Regions from separate parts of the Gasterosteus aculeatus genome. Here region 2 is linked to region 1. Evidence: chromatin contacts called from public Hi-C data. All regions are on one chromosome and are shown on one strand. The core of a region is the stretch at or near the end of the contact, and the rest is flanking DNA. Distances in the headings are between cores, read along the strand shown.

Region 1 (7,033 bases), core at 315-2,814:
CCTCACGGACCGGTTTCTGCTCAGACAACATTTTGTGGACTGGTCTTGAAGATGTGGTGGATCAACGGGACAAAATTACCCTCCGACAGGGGGGAGGGGTAGTAGTCGCTGCGCACGGCAGAGAAGCGCTTGGGTTACGCTATGGAAATGTGTCAAGAGGACAAACGCATGTCATTTTTCCCAAAAATATATTTTTCAGGAAAAAAAGGCAAATCAGTTGGCTGGGATTGACTCAAGCCCCCCGGACGGCTTTGAAGACGGGACAAAAAGTGAAATAAAAAAAAAGAAGTTTTCTCTTTCTTTCTCTGAGGCCCGGGACCGAGTGACCCACGGCCTCGTACCGGTCCGCGGCCCGGAGGTTTCGGACCACTAAGATAGATGATGCTCATTCGAGGCTGAAAGGGTTTAAGTGTTTCCATTGTGTGCCACTTGATTCTTCTATTCCACTGCAATTCAAAGGTATATTTACATTAGCATGTAATATCATTCATCAATAATTTATGGGTACTTTTGAAGATCACATTATACAATCCAAACATATTTAGATGATTTATTTTATAAGTTTAAAGCAATTGACACACACACACACACACACACACACACACACACACACACACACACACACACACACACACACACACACACACACACACACACACACACACACACACACACACACACGTATTTATACATACTTTCACTTTGGAGTTAGGAGAGTTGATTGACACAACTTTCATTGGCTAACGTTAGCATTAGCATGAACTGGGATAAATACATTCCCCAAAAATCCCAATGCCCTAAATATATTCCCACCTTTATGTTTGAGTTAAAGAAAAGCGTTGCAGGGGCTCGTCAGAGGATTTTTTAGCGTGAATTTTGTCAACCAAAACCTCGCTTACAATAATGAGTAGAGTATTTTTTCAATTTAGCTACATTTGCTAAAGTAAAATGTGTAATTACTTTGTCTACCTCTGTAAATTGAGTGATAGATAAATAGACGGATAGATAGAATAAGAAAGTAAGAAATGAAGAACGAGAGCGTGGGGAAGATGGTGCCCTCACGACTCCCTGTGAAGTGCATCAAGCCTGGTTTGCATCCAGTGGACACGGGGGACGTGTATGGAGGAGGATTACAAACCGTACTGCCAACTGCGGCCTTCATTCAAACCTACTTCAGCACCTCACGTGGTTCTGATCGATATGTTGCCCGGCATTAGAATCCCATTAGCCGCATGAATAAATAGACACATGTGAGATATTCTTATAAACATTCACTGCATTCGCTTCGCGGCCATAACAGCATATATAGCGCCGTCATCCTGCCAATAATTACTTTAATGAACCCCCCCTGCGTGATAGTAGGCTTTTTATGAAGTGGGTGGAATCATAAAACGAGCGTCTCTTTTTGTATTTTTTATGGATTTGTGTCCTTTGGTTTCCTCTTCCATCACATTGACAGTTAAGCTACAGATGCTGCATCGGGGCTCGCACGCTCTGCTGTGTGCCGGAGAGAGGAAGAAGAAGGGAGGGGAAAGGGGGAGGGAGAGGGAAAAGGGGGGGGGCGCTTTTTCCTTCACCACCACTACCACCCCCACCTCCCCCTCCTCCTCCATCTCACTATCCTCCACTTCCTGGAACCTGCCTGTGCAATTGGATTTAGTGTCTGTCTGTGGACCTGGCTTGTCTCAAGCCTCCCTCCCTCACTCTCCCTCCCTCCCTCACTCTCCCTCACTCTCTCCCTCTCCACTGCTCCATAGCACTTCACTCTGCTGGCCTCCCTGGCTCGTCTCTGCATTCTAATTGGACGATAATGTAGCCGGTGTGGTCCTCGGCTACAACACTACATGACAAGTGCAACAACAATGGCGCTCCTCAGACGGGCTGGCTGCGTATGGCGAGTTGTTGCCGCTGAGTGTGCGTCCACGTGTTTGTGCGCGGCGACACGCTGACACCCGGGTCTGCTGTTACAGTCGCTGTTTGTGTTTAGATAAGGGGGCCGGAGGCAGGCAGGGGGGGGGGGGGTGGAGAGACAGACAGCTCATTGTTTACCTTTTATCGATCGCGCTGCCTCCTCGTCTGTCGCTTCTACACCCCGTGCATTCATCTTCACTCCTCCACCCATCCGTCCCACCCGTCTCTCTGCAAGCCTCCCTTTACACCTGACCCTTTGCACACCGCTGCCCCGCCGGTGCTCCCCTCTGCATCTGCCCCGTGGTCGCGGGGGGGGGGCTGGCCGAGTAATGGTCGTGGAAGCATCCCTAATAACATTACAGCTGCCGTGAGGGTGAGGCAAGTGAGAAGGGTGAAGCATGTATGAAGGGTGAGGGCCGGCGGGGGATCTGAGGGGTGGGGTGCTGCAAGGGGGGAGAGGGGGTGGGGGCAGGCACATCACTAATGTTTTTTTAAAAAGGTTACAGCATGTTGCTCCCTCTTCATAATGGGGCCCTGGCTGTGCTGGAAATGCAATTTCCGGGACAGATAATGCAAGGAGTGAAGGGCTGTGTGGAAGGGGGGGGGGGCTGGAAGGGGGGGTGGGGGTGGGGGCCTGGAAGGGAGGATGGGAGAGTGGTGCGTTCCTTGTGCTTACGCTCAAGTGAAAGAGAGAATTGGGGAATGAAGACTCGGGAAGTAGATTGCGAGAGGGGAGGAGAGAGCAGGGTGCAGGCGTGAAAAACCGAGGAGGGGGTGAGGGGGTTGGTGGGGGTGCAGATCCCTCCAACCCACCCACCCGATGCTCGGATAAAAAGGAGACGAGTTGGAGTGAGAGGAGACAGGAGTAGAAGTGCAGGGAATGCAGCACCACACACGCCGGGGGGCTTACGGGGGGGCTATCTGTGTGCGAGCGCATCAATAGTTAATGCAGACATTATCTGCGCACACGCCGCCCTGTGTAGCTAAACAAGCATTGTTCCTCAACCCTCCAACATCCTGCACGCTTGGTTAAAGCCAAATATACTAATTAACCCCCCCACGGAGAAACGAGTTCTCAACTTTGCCTGATTGAATCTTCGTGCATTTTTCGACGGGCATCTGTAATTGCTAGTCATGTTCCGGCGGGGGCCATTTAAGTGTGGACATTATGTTCCTGTCGGCTTGACGCCGTGGTAACACTTTCAATTTATTTCACGCCCTCTGCACATAACACAAAATCAATAACTTACGGTCATGTGTATTTTCTTTGAGTCAGCCCGTACGTAGTTCTGCCTGAACAATTATAATTTATCTAAATTAATATTGTGCTGACATCTGGTGTCTGTGGATGTATGTGTGCATGTATGTGTGCATGTATGTGTGCGTGTGTGTGTGTGTGTGTGTGTGTGTGGAGCATAAGTTACTCTACTTGCTGTGTAGCTTCCTTTCTCTACAAATGCAGAACAGGAAAACACACACACACACACACACACACACACTCTCCCTCCCTCCTCCCCCACCCGTCTCTTCCACGTCTCTGTCTGTCCCATCATGACTCATCCGGCTTGTCTCCCCTTCCTCTCCTCCACTTAACCACGATGATGACATGTGCGACTTCCTCGGTGGAGCGCCTCAGCTGACTGCGCCTCGGCTCCAGACTGTCAGGGGAAACTGATGGGCCCCGGACCCTCAGCACCTGCTTCTGGAAACAGGTCCCGTCTCCCCACAGAGGCAGACAGCAGATGAGACGGAGTGGGGCTGGGGTTTGAGATTTGGGTGGGAAGGCCCCCGCTGGCTGGTTATTATAGATTTTCTGCGTTCTTGCTGCTTGCTTGCAGTGCTGTAAAGAAATTAAAACCCAGAGAGGAATGAGAATATGAATTGAGTTCGAAAACTACATTAGAGATTGAATTTTTTTTTTTGAGCTATACAAAAGCAGACCATTTGTTTGAACTGGGTGCACTCGGGCTGGTTTCAAATAGTCCTTTTCGCAATATTTAAATTTCGCCACTGCAGACTGAGGTCACTAATGGCTCGTTTCCACCGAGCGGTACGGTACGGTGCGGGTCGGTACCCTTTTATTTGTGTCTCCACAGCCAAAAGTTGAGAATGGTACCAAAAATCCGAACCGTACCGTTGTTTGCGGTCAGCCTTCAGTTTTCACGCGATCGAATGACGTCAATCTACTTTCCGTCATACACCACGCCTATCAAGTGACGTTATCACTACTTTCTGGAATACACCACCCCTATCAAGTAAGGGTACTGTTGGCGGTGGAAACGCTCGCCAAATCATGGTTAACAGACCCGACCCGTACCGACCCGACCCGTACCGTACCGCTCGGTGGAAACGCGCCATAAGTTGTCACTGACCTGTGGCATCATAACCACGTAGCTTTATCCTCATGAACTCGCTTTCCTTGCTTTCCAAGCTTTCCTTGACCGACGTTTTCCACAAAGGAAAAGCTCTTAAGAATAGATGTTAGGAGGTACATGTTTTACTAGTCGAATTCAACCTCAGTTGTATGTTAGCAGGCTTTATCAGCTATAGCTAGCGAGCTAGTGGGCTAACTAAGCTAACACTAAATTAGCTGCTTTCTCAAACTGACTCTTAGATTTTTTTTGCCACCTGTCTTGTTTAAAACACATATTACATAAGAATCATACAAATTGAAGCGACTGATAATAAAGTCATTGAGCACATCGTGGCTAATGATCGATTGGGAAGAAATAACAAAACAATATACTGTTTATAAATATAAGATCTTACAAAAACGCCAGTGTGTAGGTGTTGTGCCGAGGTTGCCGGAGTAAGAACTGAGACACCTAAAAAATATATGTATTTTTTTCAAATGCTGTAATGTAAGTTGTAACTTAAAATTAATTTGTGGTTTGCAAGATAGAAATATTATCTCATCTTATGTGTCAGCTAGTGAGCCGGACATGCTAACAATCACAGCTTGCGAGCAGAAAAAACAACAATTGAATGTATTTCATACACTTTTGCTCTTGATACGTTACTATCTCCCTTTAATGGTGCTTTATCTTTATTGTTCTCTAATAAAACGCTGAATTATACACCACTCACTGTAATGCTCTTTCCAAAATGAAAATGTCTGATATCACAGTCTTTTCTCAGAGGCAGAATATGATTACTCTCAAAGAAATATCACTTCCATCTCATCCTCTGGTGCTTTTTCCCCCTTGTGGCTTCTTCCCCTCACATGCACCTTCATTCACGCTCAGTCAAATCCCTCAGCACTCAGCTATGGTATCGTTCGGTCGCACTGATAACGTTCATCTTCACAGCCACCGTGCTGGTTGAAAAATTCAATAACCGTAAATCACCAGAAAGAATTAAAATTCTCAACAAACTAACAGAAAGAGTTGTGCTGCCCACACTAATGAAGGCCTGCATGAGCGAGAAAAAAGAAGGACAAGGAGCAGAAAGACGCTGCCGGTGGGAATTCAAACAGCATTATGCTTTAAACATCCCTAACTGGGATGTTTGGCGGTCGTTTCAATTGAGTCAAGCAGAGTTGTTTTTCAGGAAATGCAGGTGCCTTTCTCGAAAGTCTGCAGAATGGTGCAGAAAGTCTGCAATTAGTGTCAGCTGTACTGCAAGGTTTCCATCAGTCATTCCTGTTATTCTCTTACTAGAGTTTTATGGCTGCACATTCCAAAAAAAACACCCAAAGAAATCAAGCATCCAGAATGGAGGTTGCAGAGCTGTATAAGTAAAAAAGAGGCAGCTTGTTGATTCTCTTTATCGTTACACAGGTGATGATCTTCTCATTGACTGCTATGATCGCTCCCCTTTGTTTCATGACACAGCCAGAGAATTCTCTCTGCTGTTCGGCAAAGATGGGTGCATGGTTGGGATTGTGTCTCCGTAGCTCCCCTTTGAAAACAAGTGCATGTCTATGATGTGCATTGCCATCTTGTGGATTCAACCTGCAAATGCATACCCATGACAGGAGGAGTTATGTGCACGTTCCTACCAAGCGGTGTGTGTTAGAGTCAGCAGACAGAATATTGAGAGGGAATGTTGCCTTTTTTATCTTTTAAATTCCATGTGAATTGGTTTCATCTCGTTATTCCAACCTGCGTAAATTACAATTCAATTTCTTTTAATGATCCCCGAAGGAGAGTTAACCTTTCAACATGCTGCGATATTAAAAACCTCCCCCCGTATTTGCACTTTAGAACAAACGATTCAGATCCCTCTGTGGTGGGTAAGAACACAGTAAGCCACAGGATGGCAGTGCTGAACCAATAACAGGGCAGAGGACTACGGCTTAACCTCACACATGGGGTTGACACCCCAAACGCACTTCATGCACTGCAAATACAGCAGCTGTGGATGAAAGTAGTGGAAAGTAGTTACTCAACAAATGTACTAACTGAACACATGTTGAGGTACTTGTGTACATTCCTTTTACTCCAGCTGTTAAATCCGGGCTCACCTTTGTGGCAGTTTGAGGTTCCTTTGTCATGAGTCAAGTTGTCAAGTTCCACCTCCAGCATAGATTTAATACTCCTAACGTCTCAAGCGGTTTCATTTGAATGATAAACCCAAAAGGTAAATGTATCAAATGTTTCACAAAAAAGAAATGATTTCAACTTCAGTTAATCATTCACGACCATTGAGGTTTATCTGGTGAGCGTTTGGAGGGGACAGACCCCCGGTGGCCCCCCCTGGACCAAGCTACCCCTCTATTCAGGCGGGATATTAAATGCAGATTTGCACTGGAGCATTTTCACAGTGTTGTTTTAGTACATTTACTTACGCACAGGATATGAGTGTTCAATTCATCACCGGAAATAGGTACAAATACATCATAATAACAGTAACATAGTTCTGATTAGAATAGTCTTCCACAGTCACTTACTGGATTTGTTTGGAATCCCACGGTCTTCATCAGTGGATAGAATTTGTAAACTTGTCATCCGGATGGCCCAAGGTGTAATCACATGACCTAAAAGTGGAGGAACGGTCTTCATACGGGGGAGGAAGACAGTTGAACTAGTGAGCGGATCTTGTGATTAGTATTGCAGCCATGTAAGGAGCGGGAGGACCGTTGAAATGATCAAACCGATGGTGCACGGATATGTCGGATTTT
Region 2 (6,699 bases), core at 113-2,612, 58 kb before region 1:
AATATACAACAATGTTTTCTAAAAACGGGCATGTCCACAGATTATTATACAGTGTGTCAATAACTTAACGCTCATGTCCTTATAATGTACAATAGGTTCAAAAAGCATTTATTGTGACAGGCCCATCTCTTGTTTGTGCTCTCACCTGCTATGAAGGAGACCCAGACCTGCATACCCCAGCAGAACGAGAGCACCAGAAGGTGAAGCACTTTGACCAAGTCCGCGGGCTCCCCCTCTGCTGCCATGGTGTCCCTCTGCAAGACACATACAACAAATACACAGTGAGCCTTCATTCACCCTCATTGAGATACCACAGATCTCAGTACTGTACCAGTATGAAGAAGTTTTTTCTGAGTTTATTAAACAGAATGTGTTGAAAAGTGAAAAAGTGGCAACCGTTGACCAAATTGTTCCTACTAGAAGATCTTTTGCCTCTTACGTGTTAGTAATGGGCTTGTAAAAACAAAACAAAAAACTATGTACTACTTTAGTTGGCCAAAAAGTTCCCATAGTGAGGTCACATATGCTTGGGGGTCAGAGGTCAACGTCTCGGTTAATCTTTTTAGGAGCATATGAAAAAAACTACTCCAAACAGACTTATTTGGGACTTTTTTGGAGGCGGTAACGCTTCACTGTAATAAAGTACAAAGAATTACAAATAAAGTGTAAACAATTCATTTACATTTACGGACTTCTTTAACGTGCGTCACTTCAAAAACAAGATTATGAAGAAACATTCATCCAAATTGTACTTGGCAGGACCACACACACACACATGCACGCACACACGCGCACACACACACGCACGCGCGCACGCGCACGCACGCAGCTGGGGCCACGGAGATAAGGGACTCCGGCTGCTCCGCTTGCAGACCTGATAAGTCTCCAGATCGAGATAACGGCACAGAAGGCAGAGGGGAGAAAAACACGTCCCGGGATCCACTGACACCGACATTCACACCTCAACACGCGTCGCTCAACCTATTTGCATGTGGTGACAACGGCGGATTGATTCAATTACACAGCGAACCTACATTCTCTCTACATTCAACAGCTCACTTTACGACTGTTTCCCCCCCGGAACTGACAGGCTAACAGGCGTTAGCTTCTGAGCTAATTCGGGGAGCGATGCACAAGTTTTATGCCGTCGGCAGAGTTTCTCTCTCCAGGGAGCGTTTCACCGTGAGACGTGGAGTCGTGTCCCTCGGTGTCTCTCACTCACCTGTCTGTCCTCGTCCTCTGTCCGTGACGGTATTCAGCGACGAGTAACAACCTCATAATGATCCAAAGATCAGCCGCTGTCCATCATGTCGACAAGCCCCGCCCCGCCCCGCCAACGGACCAATGGCATTCCTTTTTATTACTGAATATTACATTTGAAAAATATCAGCATTTCCACCATAAGATTACAAACTCAAAAGAATAAGAAACAAGAAAGTGCAATTTCATTAAATAAGCCGATTTACAACTTGCTATAGATAAGAGCCATTATAAGTACAATTTATAAGGGATATATTACTGTAAATTAACAGTGAATTTACCCAGAAGAGCTGCCAGAAAGTTAGAGGAATAATATACGGACTGAGAAGATCAGGCTAAAGAACACAGCATGTATGATTAAATGTAATAATAATAATCAAATAGTCGCTTTATGCATTTATGTAAGGAGGCAAGATAAAATACACTCATCACCATGAACTGACAGTGTCAAGTATTGTTTTCTTTTCAGGATATTCCTAAAAAGAAAACAATACTGGACACTGTGGACACAGAGATTTTGTTAATAAATTGCATCAAAAAAGAGACTGTGGACAACAAGATTCCTGCTGCTGATGGTTGCAGGTATCTACTGACAAATACCTTTACACACTGTTTATTGACAGTCATCGCAATAGGATTTGAAGGGCGTCACGTTTGCAAAATCAACAAATGCATCCATCCATCTTCAACCGCTGATCCAGGGTCGGGTCGCGGGGGCAACAGCTCCAGCATGGGACCCCAAACTTCCCTTTCCCGGACCTTTTCCGGGCCACATCTACCAGCTCTGACTGGACCGGGAACAAGGCGTTCCCAGGCCAGTGCAGAGATATAATCTCTCCACCTGGTCCTGGGTCTTCCCCGGGGCCTCCTCCCCCCGGAGCCTCTTCCCAGCCGGCCGTGCCTGGAACACTTCCCTAGGGAGGCGCCCAGGGGGCGTCTTTGCCAGATGCCCAAAAATCAACAGATGAGGGGAGTTAATTCAGAAAATCGAGATCTGCTATTGGACACACAATGCTGTCAGTCTTCTTCCCCCAGCCAATCACAAACCGCTTAAATTCCCAGCTAACCAATCAGTGGGGTCACTACAGAGGCGCAGTACCCGGATGAAGTTGAATCCACCGAGCATCCTCCGCTGCCGACATCCCTTTGGTAAGTGTCAGTCACACCATTACGCGAATGCGAAATGATACAACCCATAATACACGAACCACGCACTGCACTTGCGCATTTAGCCCTGAAAGTCGTTTATTAAAAGCTATATTTTCGTCTCTTTCAGTCTTTACCCAAGAGGTAGCATCTGTTAGCGCGTTAGCTCGCTAGCGTGTAGCTAAAGCTATTTGATGTTTTTCTGACCCTGTCTGACGTGACGTAAGACGGATAAGACAACAACGTAATTCAGAGTTTGCTCTATAATATGTTGAATAGTGAGGTATTATTCACGTGGGATAGATAAAATGTTTTTTGACTGGTTTGTTAGTTTTGGTCCAGTAATTTGAATGTTATCTTATTTTGATTCAGGTAAGCAGCCATTACTGGTTAACAATGAATGAGTGAATGATTGTCATAAAACCAGCTACATTACTTTTTTTTTAATACATTACCAACAAAACAGTATTATTGTAATCATCCTTTCGTATTCACAGTTACACAACATTACAAATGGGGCGCAGGAAGTCAAAGAGAAAGCCACCTCCAAAGAAAAAGATGACGGGCAACCTGGACGTCCAGTTCACCTGCCCGTTTTGTAACCATGAGAAATCCTGCGATGTCAAAATGTAAGTAAATGCAGAACAACCGAACGAGATGAAGAAATGCACCACGATGCATATAACTAAGGTACTTACTGTTTTCCAGGGAACGAACCCGCAACACAGGAATCATATCATGCAGCGTTTGCTTGGAGGAGTTCCAGACTCCAATCACCTGTATCCTTTTTTTAAAAATTCTGCATAGTAAGTATAGTATGCAAGTCAGGTCTAGAAGCCAGTGAGCAAGTGGTGAGTCTTTTTCCTTCTTCTGGAATGTCCCTTAACCCGATTTCCATCAGATCTGTCTGAGCCAGTGGATGTTTACAGTGATTGGATCGATGCCTGTGAAACGGCCAATCAATAGTCATGTTCTCCCGTGACCCTCGACCCTGTGCCCAACTCCGTTCACTTACATTCCCCCGCCCCCCACTTGTGACCGGTCCGTTAAATCCAGCCCTGTTCAGCGAACACAATGCAGCCAAGTCTTTAAGAAACAATGGAAGCGGACGAGTGTGTGTTTTTAGTTGACGTGCTGGTCAGTTTACCTTCTTGCCACAGCGTGGATGGACGAGCACGACGCGCTGCTCTGGCTGGGCCAGAGTCGTCCTGTTGTTTGCTCTACGTCGCAGTTCTCTCTGTAAATGCTTTTCAGATGTCGGGCGACTGTGGGTGAGTGGGGAGCACGGTCGTCCTCCAATCAGAGGGTTGTCGGTTCGATCCCAGGCTCTGCTAACCCGCATGTCGATGTGTCCTTGGGCAAGACACTTAACCCAACATTGCTCCTGTAGCTGCGACTACAGTGTGTGAATGTTAGTTACTGATGGCAGGTGTCACTGTGTGTGGTTCTCCTGTCTGAATGGGTGAATGATGTCATGTAGTGTTAAAGCGCTTTGAGTGGTCGGAAGACTAGAAAAGCGCCATAGTACAGTCCATTTACCGTCCGTAGTTATCGGTTTATTTCTTTTAACTGATTACCTCATAATGTGGTCTTTTTCTTTCCCAGACTAAATTGTCTCATCACCGACTGAAATTTCCATGAGTGTAAAACACAATATGTCCACGGCAGTTATTCTTTGTGTTGTCAATGAAGTGAATATGACCGTTGTTTTCAGATTGTTGTAATAGAGGATATAGACACAAGTGTGTTACTTTTGTAGAAAGTAGCTTTTTACATTTTAACCCAGTCGCTAATGCACTGAGACATTTTGTTTATTGGATCATGTATGTATAATATATATATATATATATTAGTAATGATAGATTTGATTCATTTTCCTTTTTTAATATCATAATCATGCAATGTCACTTCTTGTGTGTATTTCACATTCAATGTGTATTTTTAGCCAATAAGAAAATCAAAGCAGAACCATATTTTTTCAAGTGTTTTTTTATTGCACAATGTCATGTTTAGTGAACGCGTATAGAAATAAAAATTTAAAAAGTCAAGAGGTTAGCAAAGGTAAAGTTTGAACAATGTTGAAACAAAGCCAAAGCAAACACATTAAAGTGAAATGTTACCATACATTCACTCAACATTTGGATCTTTTGGATCCCAAAGGGAACTAAAAAAAATACATTTGAATAAAAGAGACCGTTTCCGTTAGATGTTTAATGGGTTAAAAATACAGTAAGTGTACATGTGCTTTCCCTCCACTAGATGGCACACGGCTACACGTCCTCAACCACAACGACTGAACAGATTCAGCAAACAAACATGGAGCTTATTTTAACACCTAATTCAGACGGTAATTGGGAGCCAAGGACTAAGAAATGCAGATGTTGGGGCCTGAGACGCCCCTTTGTGCTGATGGGTGGAGCGTGACTCCTGGAACAGCTCGACCCTCCACTCACATTCAAAGTATTCGCTGGGTTAAACAGTTTGACGCAGGAAATTTAAATTTTAACGTTTTCAAATGTCTGCTATATTTATAAGAAATCACTTTGAATTTGATTTAAAAGTCAGTTTGAATAAATTAATTTAAATTAAATGTAGGCCCATTTTTCAACCAATAGCGCATCAATCTCTCTCATTCTAATGATTTAGCAGAGCCCAATCTATAGTTGCAACTGTGCAGAAATAACTGCTTAAAAACAAAATTAACAGACGTGGGTAAAAAAAAGAATATTGATTTAGAATTTCAATGGAAGGAATGAATCATCACAGTACCCTGTGAGTATTCTACCCTCTATTATATTATTACTATAACCTCATTGTAAGATTGTATTTAGTAAAGTTACTATAACTGACGGAGTAAAAACGTACAAAAGATAAAAAATATTCAGTACGCATTGGCATTGAGCAAAAATACTCAAAGTACCTACAAAACTCACTCAACTATGGATCTCAACACCTACATTTGCTCTCGCACTCTTTTTTCCCCCCTCAATGCTTCCTCAGAATCTACACAAAGTAAATGAGATCACGAAAAGAAGAAGAAGAAGAAAGATGGCGCGGTGGGTGATTGGCAGGTCCGTGAATAAGACGGAGCGGGTGCTCACAAAAGCAATTACCAGCCCTCTGCTCAGTCCATGAACTCCCCCCCCTCTCTCCCACCCGGGAGCTTCTGCAGGATCCCGAGGGGCCGCGGCGCGCACGTGGAATCCGGTTGTGTGAAAAAGTTTCGTCCCTCTGTTCCCCTCCCAGGGAACTTTTAAATTCTGCTTTGTCACAACTTTACTGGGTGGGGGGCTGTCAAAAAATAATTCTCTAATTAAAGTAAAAAAAGAATGTAGGAAAAAAAAGTTTTTTTATAAATATCAGAAGGTCATTAATGTTTGAAGGGGATTTTTGGCCGCTGCAAGTCTTAAAAGTCAGGTTGGTGCAAACGATTACTTTTTCATTTGTTGCCTTTTACTCCCAGAAAGACAAACAAAATAAATCCACAAGAGTAAAAAGTAAGTTTAGAGGGACGTTAAATAACAGTCTGCCCGGTTTCTTTGTCGTCACAAAGGCAGCTGGTTACCTGATGTTAAGCAAATAGGAGGGTGGGGGGGTTGAGGGTGGATTCGGTGTGGGGTGGTGGGGGGTTGTGGTCCTCTCAGTCAGAGTACTGGTAGCCATCGAACTCGGCCCCGTTGTCGCAGGGGGCCTCGGTGGGGTTGGCGCAGTACTTGTTGTCGTAGACCTGGCGCGGGAGGCCGTAGGACGTCATGCCCTGCTGGGACGCCACTTTGTTGGTGCCCATCTGCAGGGAGATGGTGGAGCTGTCACAGTTCTCCAGCTCCAGCTTCTTATCGAAGATGTGCCTCCTGGTCCCCGGGGCTGTCATACCGGCCTGAAGTAGGGGGGGGGTAGTACGTTACTTTGTGTTCTTCTTCTCAACCTTAAATCATGGCCACTTTGTCAGCATCATTGTTGGGCCGTGGAACTCAAGGTGTCCTCACCTGGCTGGCTCCCTTGTTGGTGCCCATCTGTAGGCTGATGGTGGATTGGTCCACGTGGCCGTCGGTGGCCATCTTGGAATCGTACAGGTGGCGGCGTGTGCCGTAGGAGGTCATGCCCTTTTGGCTGGCGAGCTTGTTGGTGCCCATCTAGAGAGAAAGCGAAAGGCAGCGAGTTAAGAGCTTGAGAAAGCCCGACGTGTCCCACGTGAGCCCGCATCTGGTGCCAGCCAGCCGGTAAATCGTAGCGGCGACGCGCTCCAACAGCGCGGAACGAGCCGATGTGAAGGAAACAACGAGCCGCTCATCC

What was found. A called contact is a pair of places that touch in the nucleus more often than the background predicts.
Region 2: a Hi-C map of skeletal muscle shows a contact between it and region 1, with 5 times the contacts expected there. The contact joins the promoter of tmem205 here to the enhancer-like site in region 1. A contact is called at or near these places in 2 of 6 Hi-C or Micro-C datasets (both in skeletal muscle).

The regions. Positions count from the first base shown.
Region 1 is chr11:4,670,027-4,677,059 of fGasAcu3.hap1.1, reverse strand. No RefSeq gene overlaps it. Among protein-coding and RNA genes, the nearest start is that of tlcd4b, 29 kb to the left of the region's middle. Within about 2 kb of position 1,564, at least 2 of the 9 cell types and tissues checked have open chromatin away from gene starts, as enhancers often do.
Region 2 is chr11:4,727,916-4,734,614 of fGasAcu3.hap1.1, reverse strand. It overlaps tmem205 (transmembrane protein 205), which reads right to left and starts at 1,362. Exons shown (of 4, transcript XM_040190963.2): 1 at 1,223-1,362; 2 at 146-254. The coding sequence starts at 245. It overlaps cnn1b (calponin 1, basic, smooth muscle, b), which reads right to left. Exons shown (of 7, transcript XM_040190962.2): 6 at 6,393-6,539; 7 at 4,608-6,283. The coding sequence ends at 6,047.